Linked DNA regions of Mus musculus: regions 1 and 2 are each linked to region 3. A link is a contact called in public promoter capture Hi-C data. All regions are on one chromosome and are shown on one strand. The core of a region is the stretch at or near the end of the contact, and the rest is flanking DNA. Distances in the headings are between cores, read along the strand shown. Region 1 holds the start of Was (Wiskott-Aldrich syndrome). Region 2 has its middle 23 kb from the start of Suv39h1. Region 3 holds the start of Tfe3 (transcription factor E3).

Evidence for each region. Promoter capture Hi-C pulls out the DNA fragments that hold promoters and counts their contacts.
Region 1: a promoter capture Hi-C map of pre-B cells shows a contact between it and region 3. The contact joins the promoter of Was here to the promoter of Tfe3 in region 3. A contact is called at or near these places in 18 of 39 promoter capture datasets (3T3-L1-derived adipocytes, the C10 cell line, the HPC-7 cell line and 11 more), 1 of 484 Hi-C or Micro-C datasets (embryonic stem cells), 7 of 115 datasets of contacts at active chromatin or transcription factors (bone marrow-derived dendritic cells, embryonic stem cells, extraembryonic endoderm stem cells and 2 more) and 4 of 9 other capture datasets (adipose tissue, embryonic stem cells, liver and 1 more).
Region 2: a contact with region 3 is called in a promoter capture Hi-C map of embryonic stem cells. The contact joins the enhancer-like site here to the promoter of Tfe3 in region 3. A contact is called at or near these places in 6 of 39 promoter capture datasets (the HPC-7 cell line, embryonic stem cells, hematopoietic stem and progenitor cells and 2 more), 3 of 115 datasets of contacts at active chromatin or transcription factors (all in embryonic stem cells) and 3 of 9 other capture datasets (adipose tissue, embryonic stem cells and pancreatic islet).

What each region holds. Positions count from the first base shown.
Region 1 is chrX:8,088,187-8,092,114 of GRCm38.p6, reverse strand. It overlaps Was (Wiskott-Aldrich syndrome), which reads left to right and starts at 1,624. Exons shown (of 12, transcript NM_009515.2): 1 at 1,624-1,824; 2 at 2,131-2,271; 3 at 2,773-2,859; 4 at 2,977-3,079; 5 at 3,200-3,241; 6 at 3,338-3,391. The coding sequence starts at 1,687.
Region 2 is chrX:8,049,783-8,053,576 of GRCm38.p6, reverse strand. No RefSeq gene overlaps it. Among named protein-coding and RNA genes, the nearest start is that of Suv39h1, 23 kb to the left of the region's middle. Within about 2 kb of position 2,331, at least 7 of the 459 cell types and tissues checked have an H3K27ac peak or open chromatin away from gene starts, as enhancers often do. A contact at or near this core is called in embryonic stem cells, where this site is marked.
Region 3 is chrX:7,760,581-7,764,546 of GRCm38.p6, reverse strand. It overlaps Tfe3 (transcription factor E3), which reads right to left and starts at 1,886. Exons shown (of 10, transcript NM_172472.3): 1 at 1,487-1,886. The coding sequence starts at 1,602.

The DNA.
Region 1 (3,928 bases), core at 375-2,874, 330 kb before region 3:
CATGTCAAACTGCTGTCCCTACCCCTGGTACCCTCCTTCCCAACTGGCCAGCCTCCTCCCTTAGGCAATGGGATCAGAAGGCATGAGGGTACAGCTCAGAGTTAGAGCACGTACTTACCATGGTCAAGGCCCGGGAGCCAATCCTTATCACCAAAAGTGGAGACAACTAAGCCTTCAAAGGTTCCCTACTTTCATAAAGTCCCAACATAATAAAAAAATCAATCAAGATGTTGTTTTAGTATTTATTTATTTATACTGTCAAGTCCTTCCTTCCCGAATGAGATTGAAAAGAAAGTAATTAGGGCCAGGCATGGTGATACAGGCCTTTAATCCCAGCACTCAGAAGGCAGAGGCAGATGGATCTCTGTGAGTTCAAGGCCAGCCTGGTCTATAGAGTGAGTTTTAGGACAGCCAGGGCTCTACACAGGGAAAACGTGTCTCAAAACAAACAAACAAACAAACAAACAAACAAAAGCAAAGCAAAGCAAAGCAAAACAAAACAAAAACCAAATAAAACAAAAACAAAAAACAAAAAAGGGGTGGGGGTCTGAGTTTAGGCTAGAGAGATTGTTGAGTGGTTAAGAGCACTGACTGCTCTTCCAGAGGACATAGGTTCAAATCCCAGAACACACATGGCAGCTCAGGACTGTCTGTAACTCTGACACCCTCACACAGACATACATGTAGGCAAAACACCAAGGCGCATAAAATAAAAATAAATTTTACAAAAGAAAGTAATTGGGGTCTGGAGAGATGGCTCAGTGATTAAGAGCACTGACTGTTCTTCCAGAGGTCCTGAGTTCAAATCCCAGAAACCACATGGTGGCTCACAGCATCTGTAATGAAGATCCAATGCCCTCTCCTGGTGTGTCTGAAGACAGCGACAGTGTACCCGCATACATGAAATAAATAAATGAAAAAGAAAGTAATTAGGGAGCTACAGGGGGCAAGAGTAAAAGATGGGGAAGTGAGTCATGGCCTTCTATATCATTGGCAACGTCCAAAGCTAGAGATTAGTTCATATGCCTTTTTTTTTTTTTTTTTTTTTTTTTTTTTGGTTTTTCGAGACAGGGTTTCTCTGTATAGCCCTGGCTGTCCTGGAACTCACTTTGTAGACCAGGCTGGCCTCGAACTCAGAAATCTGCCTGTCTCTGCCTCCTGAGTGCTGGGGTCAAAGGTGTGCGCCACCACGCCCGGCTCAATATGCCTTTAAAAGGAAAAGCTGTAATGCAATGGCCCTTTAGCACCTGGAGCCTTAGATTCAACCCCAGGCCAAGTCGGTGCTTTTGGAAGACGGAAGGAGGCTACACAGACTTGTGACTACTCTCTGCGTAGCTACCCTGAAGGAGAAGCTCTGCAGATGGCGTAGCTCTCCCTCAGTGTCCGACTAGAGCAAGGCTGATCTAAGCCTGTCAGAAGGAAATGGCCCCGCACAAAAAGGGAGAGGACGTTGGGAAGAAAGAAGAAAGGAAGATGCCCTGAGCTCATTACAAACTTGGATCTAGCCACGCAAATGGAGGAGGGCCCATGCCTGTCCTAGAGAGGAGAACAGGCCCTCTGGGGGGCCCTGGAGGACTTATTTCCCTTGTGGTTTATTGTACTTCCTGTTCCCCTGCTCACTGCGGAAGTTCCTCTTCTTACCCTGCACCCAGAGCTTAGCTGGAGAGGACTAAGGCAGAAGGCAGCATGAATAGTGGCCCTGGCCCTGTAGGAGGCAGGCCTGGGGGCCGAGGGGGACCAGCCGTTCAGCAGAACATTCCTTCCAACCTCCTCCAGGACCATGAAAACCAGAGACTCTTTGAGCTTCTTGGCCGAAAATGCTGGGTGAGTTGGGAGATCTCCTGGTCCTCCCAGTCTCCCTCCCTCTCCTCTTCTTCCTCTCTACTTCTTCTTCCCCGTTCTGCTTCCTCCTCTTACCCATATTTCCCTTCTCCTTGTTCCCATCATCCCTGTATCCCCCTTCTCCCCATCTCCTCTCCTCAGATTCACTCACTCCCCATTATCTTGATGTCTACTCCCCTTCCTCCTGGCTACAGCTCTTTCCCCAAGCTCATGAAAGCCACAGGCAGGCAAGGACCAGGCCTGGTGACCCATGAGCACACTGCACTGACCCCTGCTCTCCCCTCCTAGACACTGGCTACCACAGTTGTTCAGCTCTACCTGGCACTGCCCCCTGGAGCTGAGCACTGGACCATGGAACACTGCGGGGCTGTGTGCTTCGTGAAGGATAACCCTCAGAAGTCCTACTTCATCCGCCTTTATGGCCTACAGGTGACCCCATGCCCCACTGGACAGGAAAGCTAGTTCCCAACTTACAAAACCAGTTTTTGTCCACAGCTCCAAGCCTTCACTCATATCAGTGACCCCCTGAGCTCCAGAACCAAAGACCAATACAGATCCCAAGTTGTGTTTTTCTCATTCTGAGTCTAAGAAGACGGACCTCAGAAGGTTTATATCAAGACTTAGATCTGCTCCACAAATACCTGAGCCTCAGCCTCAAATATGTTCTAAATCATGTTGAATACTCTTAGAACTGGAATCTTAAATTCACAACGTGGAGCCTTCAACTCCTACATATAGGCTTTGGCTCCCAAACCCATATCTCTCATATCGGTGTCTGACTCTCAGACACCTAGAACCCAAACTCTGATAGTGAGCTGAAGCTGAAGAGCTTTAAATAAAACCCCGGGACACCAAACCTGGACACCATGCTCCAGTGGTCTGCCACCCAAGATGCCTGGATTTCAGCATGCACCTCCCCCCACTTTCCAGGCTGGTCGGCTACTCTGGGAACAGGAGCTGTACTCTCAGCTGGTTTATCTCACTCCCACCCCGTTCTTCCACACTTTTGCTGGAGATGTAAGTGAGCAGCTTGTGCATCCTTGCGCTGCAGTTGGGGGGGATGGGGAGGAGATGAGAAAGTCCCGGGGATGTGGGGGGCGTACTAGAAGTTTGCTGACCCCAAGGCATGTATAGGACTGTCAAGTAGGACTGAACTTTGCGGATGAGAGTGAAGCCCAGGCCTTCCGGGCCTTGGTGCAGGAGAAGATACAAAAAAGGAATCAGAGGCAAAGCGGAGGTAAGGAGGCCTTGGTGGGAATTGGGGGGAGGTAGGTTAGACAGAGGTGAGTGCACGGGTGTGAGGCTGGAAAAGCCCCTCTCATGGTTTTGGCTCTCAGTCCACCCTATTTAACCACAGAAAGACGCCAGCTACCACCACCACCAGCACCAATCAATGAGGGTGAGTCCTCTCGTTCAAATAAAGGTTATGAAGAACTAACCCAGAGATGTGGGGGAGCAAGATTAGGGCAGATCTGAACTCATTCCATTTTTCCAGAGAGAAGAGGAGGGCTCCCACCTGTGCCCCCACACCCGGGTGGAGATCATGGGGGTAAGTGGCAATTCTCACATCACTGGAGAGATGGTGGGGGTTAGTAGATGAATGAGTACTTGAGTCTGTCTGTAAATTCATAAAGAGGTGGATGGTGGGTGGACAGATGAGCACGGTGATAGATTGGTGGCAGACATGGCTAAATTGGGAGATGGACTGATGATGGCTTATAGATAAATAGGTACATGAGTATTTGGGTAAATGGATGAAAACTTACTTGCATTTAAGTAATGAATAGGTGGTTCAGAGAATTCATGAATGGGCATGTAAACAGATGAACAGTGGACAAAGAGGGCCGCTGAGATGGAACAGCGCTTGCCACCAAGCCTAGACACCATCGTTCTAGCCCCAGAATCCACATAAAGATAGGAAAGAAACAATTCCACAAAGTTGTCCTCTGACCTCCACACATGTGCCTTGCACGCACACACACATAATATACATTTAAAGAATTCAATCACAAAAGTGGGATGAGAGAATATTCTATCCAAGGAAGATCAAATGATTAGGTGTGAATGAATGAATAACTTAATAAGC
Region 2 (3,794 bases), core at 1,082-3,581, 290 kb before region 3:
GAAGATTCTGGAAGAGCTGCTAGTCTTCGGTCTGTACGGGAAACTTGAAAAGGTTGGTTCGACCTAACTAAGGCTGGTTCGACCTAACTATCAGCAAAGTCAACAGCAGGGGCAGAGGTGGAGATAGATATGCCCACAAGAGTGAAGATCAAGGGGCAAAACCAAAAAGCTTGCCTCCCTCCCTCCCTCCTCAGTCATTTAACTGCTACAAGACCGTGCTGCTGGTGTGTGTATGTGTATGTGTGTGTGTGTGTGTGTGTGTGTGTGTGTGTGTGTGTAGTGGGAGGGAGAATGCATGTATATGCATGCTAAGACAAGACAATCTCTTCTAAAATACAGATTCATTCTGTTGGTTCAATTCCCTAGAGAAGCCCTGAAACATCAGGTTTCAGTACCAGAAGTTCTGGAGAAACAGAATCCTGAAGATGAATTTCTCTAGTGGGTGCTGTGGTATCTAGAGCTCTTTCTCCAACTCAAGGAACCTTCCCTGCAGAACATGGAGAGGGCGAGGCTATGCAAAGTAAATCCTTTGATATTCCTGATAGACCTCCTCAGAGCAAAGACTTCCTAGGAAGGCAAAGACAATATTGATGCTGGTGTCTCTGGATAAAATACAGAGGAAAACAATGAGCTCACTGATAAAAGTAGCCAACTCAAGATGCACAGAAACAATCAGAAAGTGAGTCCTGGAAGAAAAAATCTCTCCAGCTGCCACAGAGCCCAAGTTGCTGAAAAACAGACCCAAGCAGAGGATGTATATGGCCTTTCCTCTCCACTGCACCCCCCGCCCCAATGGAGCCAGGAGTGACTTTCCTTGAAGGAGACAATCAGGCAGATGTCTCTATGTTTTGTTCACCACTGCCTCTAGACCTGTAACAAGGGCCTAGATGTGAGAAAGTGAGGTCCTCAGGGAGGTGGAGGACACCAAGAAAGAACTTAAGAGATTTGCTAATTTCATTCAAGCAGCGGTCTGAGCATAGGTAATGGTGGACAGAACATGAACCTGGATCAGGCTGAGTTTATCAGTATGGGCCCTCTATGCAGAGATTCTAGGTTTAATATCGAAGCTCAGTATTAAAAGGTGCCAAGAGTTGATTTGATTGGTTGGCCCAGAGATGATAGCCTACTGAGGAGGAACTGGAGGAGCTTGGTATCTTTTGACTAAGTGTTGAGAAAAGGATTCTAAGGCTCAAATAAATTGAAGTGTTGGAAGTGGCTTTGTTGTTTAAAACCTAGTCCTCTACGGGTGTGGAGGCTTAATCTCAGCACTCAGGAGGTGGAACTCTGCGAGCCCAAGGCCAGCCTAGTCTACAAAGCCAGTCTTCCAGGAAAGCCAGGGTAGTTATACAGAGAAACCCTGTCTTAAAAACAAACAAATAAAACCAAAGAACTCTAGTCCTCCACAAGGCAGAGCTCTGAAGACATACTCTTCTTAATACCATCAAAGGTTTGTTTTTCTAGTTAGACCCCAAGAATAGCAGGGGCCAAAGGGACAGCACTAGTCACCAAAGGCAAGGTACAAGGAAAGGACTGTTTTCTTTTGTTTTTTTAAGATTTATTTTAAGCTGGCGATGGTGGCGCATGCCTTTAGACGAGGCCAGCCTGGTCTACAGAGTGAGTTCCAGGACAGCCAGGGCTATACAGAGAAACCCTGTCTCGAGAAACCAAAAAAAAAAAAAAAAAAGATTTTATTTTATATAGATATAGAACTACACTGTGGCTGTCTTCAGACACACCAGAAGAGGGCATCAGATCCCATTACAGATGGTTGTGAGCCACCATGTGGTTGCTGGGAATTAAACTCAGGACCTCTGGAAGAGCAATCAGTGCTCTTAACCTCTAAGCCTTCTCTCCAGCCTCCACATTTATAAACTTTTATAAAGGAGCTTTTATAAAGGAAAAGATTGGGGCTGACTTACAGTTTCAAGAGTTTAGTCCATATGGCAGGAAGCATGGTGGCCGGCGTTTGGCAGATGTGGTACTAGAGGAGCTGAGGGGAGAGTTCTACAACCTTATCAAAGTTTGAGCACTTGCTGGGCGTGGTGGCGCACACCTTTAATCCCAGCACTTGAGAGGCAGAGGCAGGTGGATTTCTGAGTTCGAGGCCAGCCTGGTCTACAGAGTGAGTTCCAGGACAGCCAGGGCTACACAGAGAAACCCTGTCTCGAAAAAAACAAAACAAAACAAAACAAAAACAAAAACAAAAACAAACAAACAAACAAAAAAAAGCATTTGAGACCTCAAAACTTGCCCCTACAGCAACATCTTCACCCAAGATGCCACACCTATATTGGGTGGTGGTTTGTGCACTGTGTATTCAGATGCTGATTGCTGTGCACAGAGCTCCCCGGGCAGTCCAGAGATGAGCATTGTCATGCTATTTGGAGCATCTCCAGTCTCAGGAATGTGTAAAGATTCTTTTCCACAGCTCGTATTGATTAATAAAGAGGTGATTTTGCTTATAGCTGGGCAGGACATCCCATCCCAGTCTGGGGGTCCCAAGCCAAAAGAGGGGGGAAGGAAGAGAAAGGAGAGAGGAAGAAGAGAAAGAGGGACAAGTTGAACTCACCTTGAGGTGCAATGAGAGAGCAGCCATGAGGACACAGGGAATAGAGCAAGGTGGGGAAAGCCTCCGATGTGGGTAAAGGGCCATGTGGCTGGGAAGTAGGCAGCCTCAGAGGATTAGAATAGAGGAGAATCTGCCCAGCAGAGTGCCTACAGCTTGTTAATAAATTTATTACGTTCCTGTGTCATTTATTCAGGAGCTAAAATGGGCTAGAGCACGTGCACTAAAACCCCATCCTTACTCCAGAGCAAAAGTGGGGAAGACAAGCCCCCAGAATTACTATGCTACACACCTACTCTAACAAAACCACACCTCTTAGTAGTGCCACTCCCTATGGGCACATGGGGGCCATTTTTATTCAAATTGCCACAGAGATGAACCCCAGAGCCTAGACTCCCTAGTCCCCCCCAAATTTAACAAACTTCAAGTAGTATGGTATACCACATTATCATGAAACAAAACCCCACAACATTACAGTCCCCACATCTTGATAAAAAACACAGAATGATTAAAGCAACTTAAAATTTTGGGATATATACTCATAAGGAGCTAAGAGTACCCCAGTTCTAGGATACTGTCTATCTTAGTTGGAATTACTATTACTCTGATGAAACACCATGACCAAAAGCAACTTTGGGAGGAAAGGGTTTGACTTACACTTCCACATCACTGCTCATCATTGAAGGAAGTCAGGACAGGAACTCAAACTGGGCAAGAGCTGATGTAGAAGCCATGGAGAGGTGCTGCTTACTAGCTTGCTCCTTACTGCTTACTGTTGCTCAGACTGCTTTCTTATAAACCCAGGACCAGTAGCCGAAGAATGTCCCCACTAACAGTGAGCCCTCCCTCATTAATCATTAATTAATTTCTTAATTAAGAAAATGTCCTATCGCCGGTGGTGGTGGTGGTGGCGCACGCCTTTGATCCCAGCACTTGGGAGGCAGAGGCAGGCGGATTTCTGAGTTCAAGGCCAGCCTGGTCTACAAAGTGAGTTCCAGGACAGCCAGGGCTACACAGAGAAACCCTGTCTCAAAAAACCAAAAAAAAAAAAAAAAAGAAAGAAAGAAAGAAAAGAAAAAAGAAAATGCCCTATCAATTTACTTACACTCTGATCTTCTAGAGGCATTTTCTCAAATCTGTAACTTCAACCCTTATTTTTTTAAAGACATATTTATTTATTATATATACAATGTTCTGTATGCATGTATGCTTGCACACTAGAAGAGGG
Region 3 (3,966 bases), core at 637-3,136:
TCCACGATAGTTGTGCTCAGTCCTCCCTGTTAGGGAGAAAGGACCCTAGTGTCCCGGCAAAACACGCACGAGGGTGAATATACATCCTTACTAGATGAGGATAGCTCCGTGGTACAGCTCTTGTCTAGCAAGTGCGAAGCCCTGGGTTCCACCCACCGCATCCCCAAATAATATGCACCCTTGAATTCAGTCAAGTTTAGAATCCACTAAGCTTGTGACTCCGCTCAGTACAAAGTCTTTCCCCTCCCCAGCGATGGTCTTCCTTCCTCTCCTTGCGCAGATGGGGCTCTAAAGCCACCCAGGAAGTCGGGAAGAGGAAGCTCCGAGAGTAGCTGAGTTCAGCACAATCCCAGGCAGAGAGGAGGCAGCCCCCCTCCCATACTCACACACACCACTGCACGTTAAGTTGAAAAAGGTGGGGGCTGGAGAGGGCAGGGCTATGGACAAGGAAGGCCTGGAGCTTCAAAGCAAGGCTGATGGAGGTGAGAGGAGCCGAAAAGGAGAGACTGAGGACCCACCCAGACGGGAATGGTGCAATCGGTACTCACTCCAGCTCTAGAGACTGATTCAAGATTACACCCGGGAACTGAGAGACCGGCTGGGAGGGCGAAATAAAAGGAAGAGGGGGTGTGTGGGTAGGGAGTGGGCAGGGCCGGCTTGGCTGCAAGGCTAGGGCGAGTGGCAACAGAAACAAGACCCTCCTCTGGGCTTCCATATAAGGCTCTAGGCCTCCCCCCAACCCCCCACGCCTAAAAAGTGAACTGTATCTTTCCAGTGTGCCCTGCCGCATCACATTTTATCACCCATTGGATAAGACAAGAGGGGTTTCCACTATCTCGGCCTTTCTGTACAGACGCCAGCTGAGCGGGGTAGCAACAGTGAACCGATTGGGCCCAGCAAGTTGCTTCGCTCAATTATTCACACACACTCCCGGCAGATCGGAGACCTCCCCCTAACTCCTTTAGACTCGTGCTATTCCCAAAAACACAGCACCGGCTACTGGGAATCACTAGGTGCCCCAAATAACACCTCTGCCTCCCTGAATTTTCCCCCCACACACACTAAAAGGGGGAGGGGGGAAACCCCAGGATTTCCTTAAAATCAGTGCCTCACCTGACAGTATGTATGCCCTCACATTCATCCCTCCGCGACCGAGTCAACAATCCCCAATTCAGCTTTTAATCAGTTTCCAAGTTCAACTACAGCAAACCAGTTTCTGTATACTCCACGATCTGCCCCGCTAGACCCAGCAAAGACACCCCCCCAAATATGACTCTGCCCTCCTCACGCACTCCCACTACTCCTGTAAGCGTCTATCCAAGCAGATCAGTACCAGATTTCTGAGGCGCCCACCCAAGATGGGCACTCCGACGTCCTTCAAGCCTAGGCCAAGAGTCTCCAACCCCAGTCGAGGACCCCCCGTGTCCTGAGATGAGTCCCCGGGGAACCTCAGTTGTCACTCCCGGCCCCAGAGGTGGCCCCGCACCTGAGCAGCTGGGCCGACTCAGCTGGCCTGCGCTCTTCCAATAGCAGGAACACGGCTCGAGGGCCCTCCGCGCTGGCCTCTACGGCGTCCCGAGCTGGCTCGGCTGCATGAGACATGACGCCCGGCTCCGGGCGAGCCCTGCCAGGCCGGTCGGGCCTTGGCCCGGTCCCCCTAACAAAATAAGAGTCCCCCTCCCCCTGTTTGCCGCTGCCTCCTCCGTTAAGCCATGGAGCTAGCACTGCGTGGGCGGGCGGCGTCGGGAAGATGGGATGGGCCGTGAGTCATCACCCGCCCTGAACGGACCGACACCCCCCAACCTAACCCCGAACGACCGCTCGCCTCCCTCTCGTCCTCTTCCCCCTCCTCCTTGGGCTGGGGAAACTCCACAGGAAGTGACCACACTGGGGATGGAAGTCTGGTTGGGCCATACCTCCTGAGCAAGGCAGCCAGTTGCAGCCGGGAGATTGGAGAGCCCGCCCTAAGCCACGACTTCGAGCGGTAGGGAACACCGGCTTCGGCCCGCCCTTCGGAAAAGGGCCTTTAGGCCACGCCCCGGGAGGCGGAAGCAAATAGGAGAGGAGTGATTTGGTTGAGCCACGCCTTCATTTTTACGTAGCTTCCTGAGCCACACCCCCTCCCTCAAATTATCCACACCATCCTCATGCCCCCCAGCCCCAATCCCCATCCCCAGCAAGATATTAAGCTGAGTCTTGGGTTTTCTGCACCTGCGTGGAAAGTCTCCATGCCAAGGTTTTTTTTTTTTTTTTTTTTTTTTTTTAGCGGAACCATGCCGGCTCTTAGCCCTGGATCTTCCCAGCCCGCACCCCAACTTCTTGGTACCCATGTCTTCTCAAGCCACTTTGAGTGAGGCACCGACATTCCTTAAAGGTGGTGCTGAAACCCTGCCCTTTTGGTACCCACAGTCCAGCCACGGAGCTGGTCTTCCAGAAAGAGCTCAGCCTTTTTTGTTGTTATCTAAAGTATTTGTTGTACTATGATCGTTGTACTACGCAATAGACGGTCAATGAAGCTTTTGACAGATGGATGAATGAGTGGACGGATGGTAATTAGATCTGGTTTCCAGAGAATGACTTCTATAATCAAAATGAACTATTTGAATAATGCAGAAGACCTGCTCCACTCTGCGCCTCCACGTTCCTGCCCTGGCAAATGGGGCCATAAACTGTGTTGGCAAAGTTATGAGGATAAGAGATATATAAATAAGGAAAAAGGCAGGCAAGCTGTTTTGCATACAAGAAATTTCCCAACCTTAATCGATTTGCTCACTTGTTTGCTTGATCAATCATTTAGGAGGAGCCTGTGTGCGGCAGATAAATGCAGGGTGACGCAGACACAGAAGTTCCACTGACACCAACAGGTACACGTAGTTCATAAAACACCAGAGCCCACCACTTCTCCCATCCTACTTCCCAGCATCCTGAGACCATCAGTTGGAGCAGGAGAAAATTTATGACAGCGGGTGTGGGAGTATGGTGGGACAACTCTGTCATCACAGGAGGAGGGACATGAACAGCAGAGAATTTGTTGGTCCAGATCATCCTTAGCTACACAGTGAGTTGCAGAATGGTCTGAGATACGAGTACTCCTGGAAGAAAAAGCAAGGATGCAGGCTGATGAGATGGCTCAGCGGGTAAGAGCACCCGACTGCTCTTCCGAAGGTCCTGAGTTCAAATCCCAGCAACCACATGGTGGCTTACAACCATCCGTAGTGAGATCTGACTCCCTCTTCTGGGGTGTCTGAAGACAGCTATGGTGTACTTACATAGAATAAATAAATAAATAAATAAATAAATAAATAAATAAATAAATAAATAAAAGCAAGGATGCTCACTGGGCTTGCACTAGAGCTAATCTCACTCCCTTGGCTTTGTAAATATGCACATTTCTGCACAGACATGACCACCTCACAATGGGGACCCTTTACAGAAGAAAGGTTATAGTTTTAAGTTACTTTTGAAGGCTTCAAGACAGGAGCTACTTTTGTAGTTCCCGCTGGCCTGGAACTCACTACAGAAAACCACATTGGCCTTGATTTCTCAGAAATCTCCCCTCTTCTAAACCCCCAACCCCCAGAGAAGGGATTGAAGGCCATCCACCCCCAACACTACTCCAGGCTACTATTTTTTTTAAGATTTATTTATTTATTTTATTTATATGAGTACACTGCAGCTGTCTTCAGATACCTGAGAAGAAGGCATCGGGTCCCATTACAGATGGTTGTGAGCCACCATGTGGTTGCTGGGATTTGAACTCAGGACCTCTGGAAGAGCAATCAGTGCCCTTAACTGCCGAGCCACCTCTCCAGTCCGTATTTTTTTTTTAATATTTATGTATCCATCTATTTTTCTAGGGTATGTGTGTGTGTGCCTGCCTGTATGTATGTGTACCACATGCATGTAAGAGCCTGCGGAGGTCAGAAGAGGGCACTGGGTACCCTGAAACTGGAGTTGCAGATGACT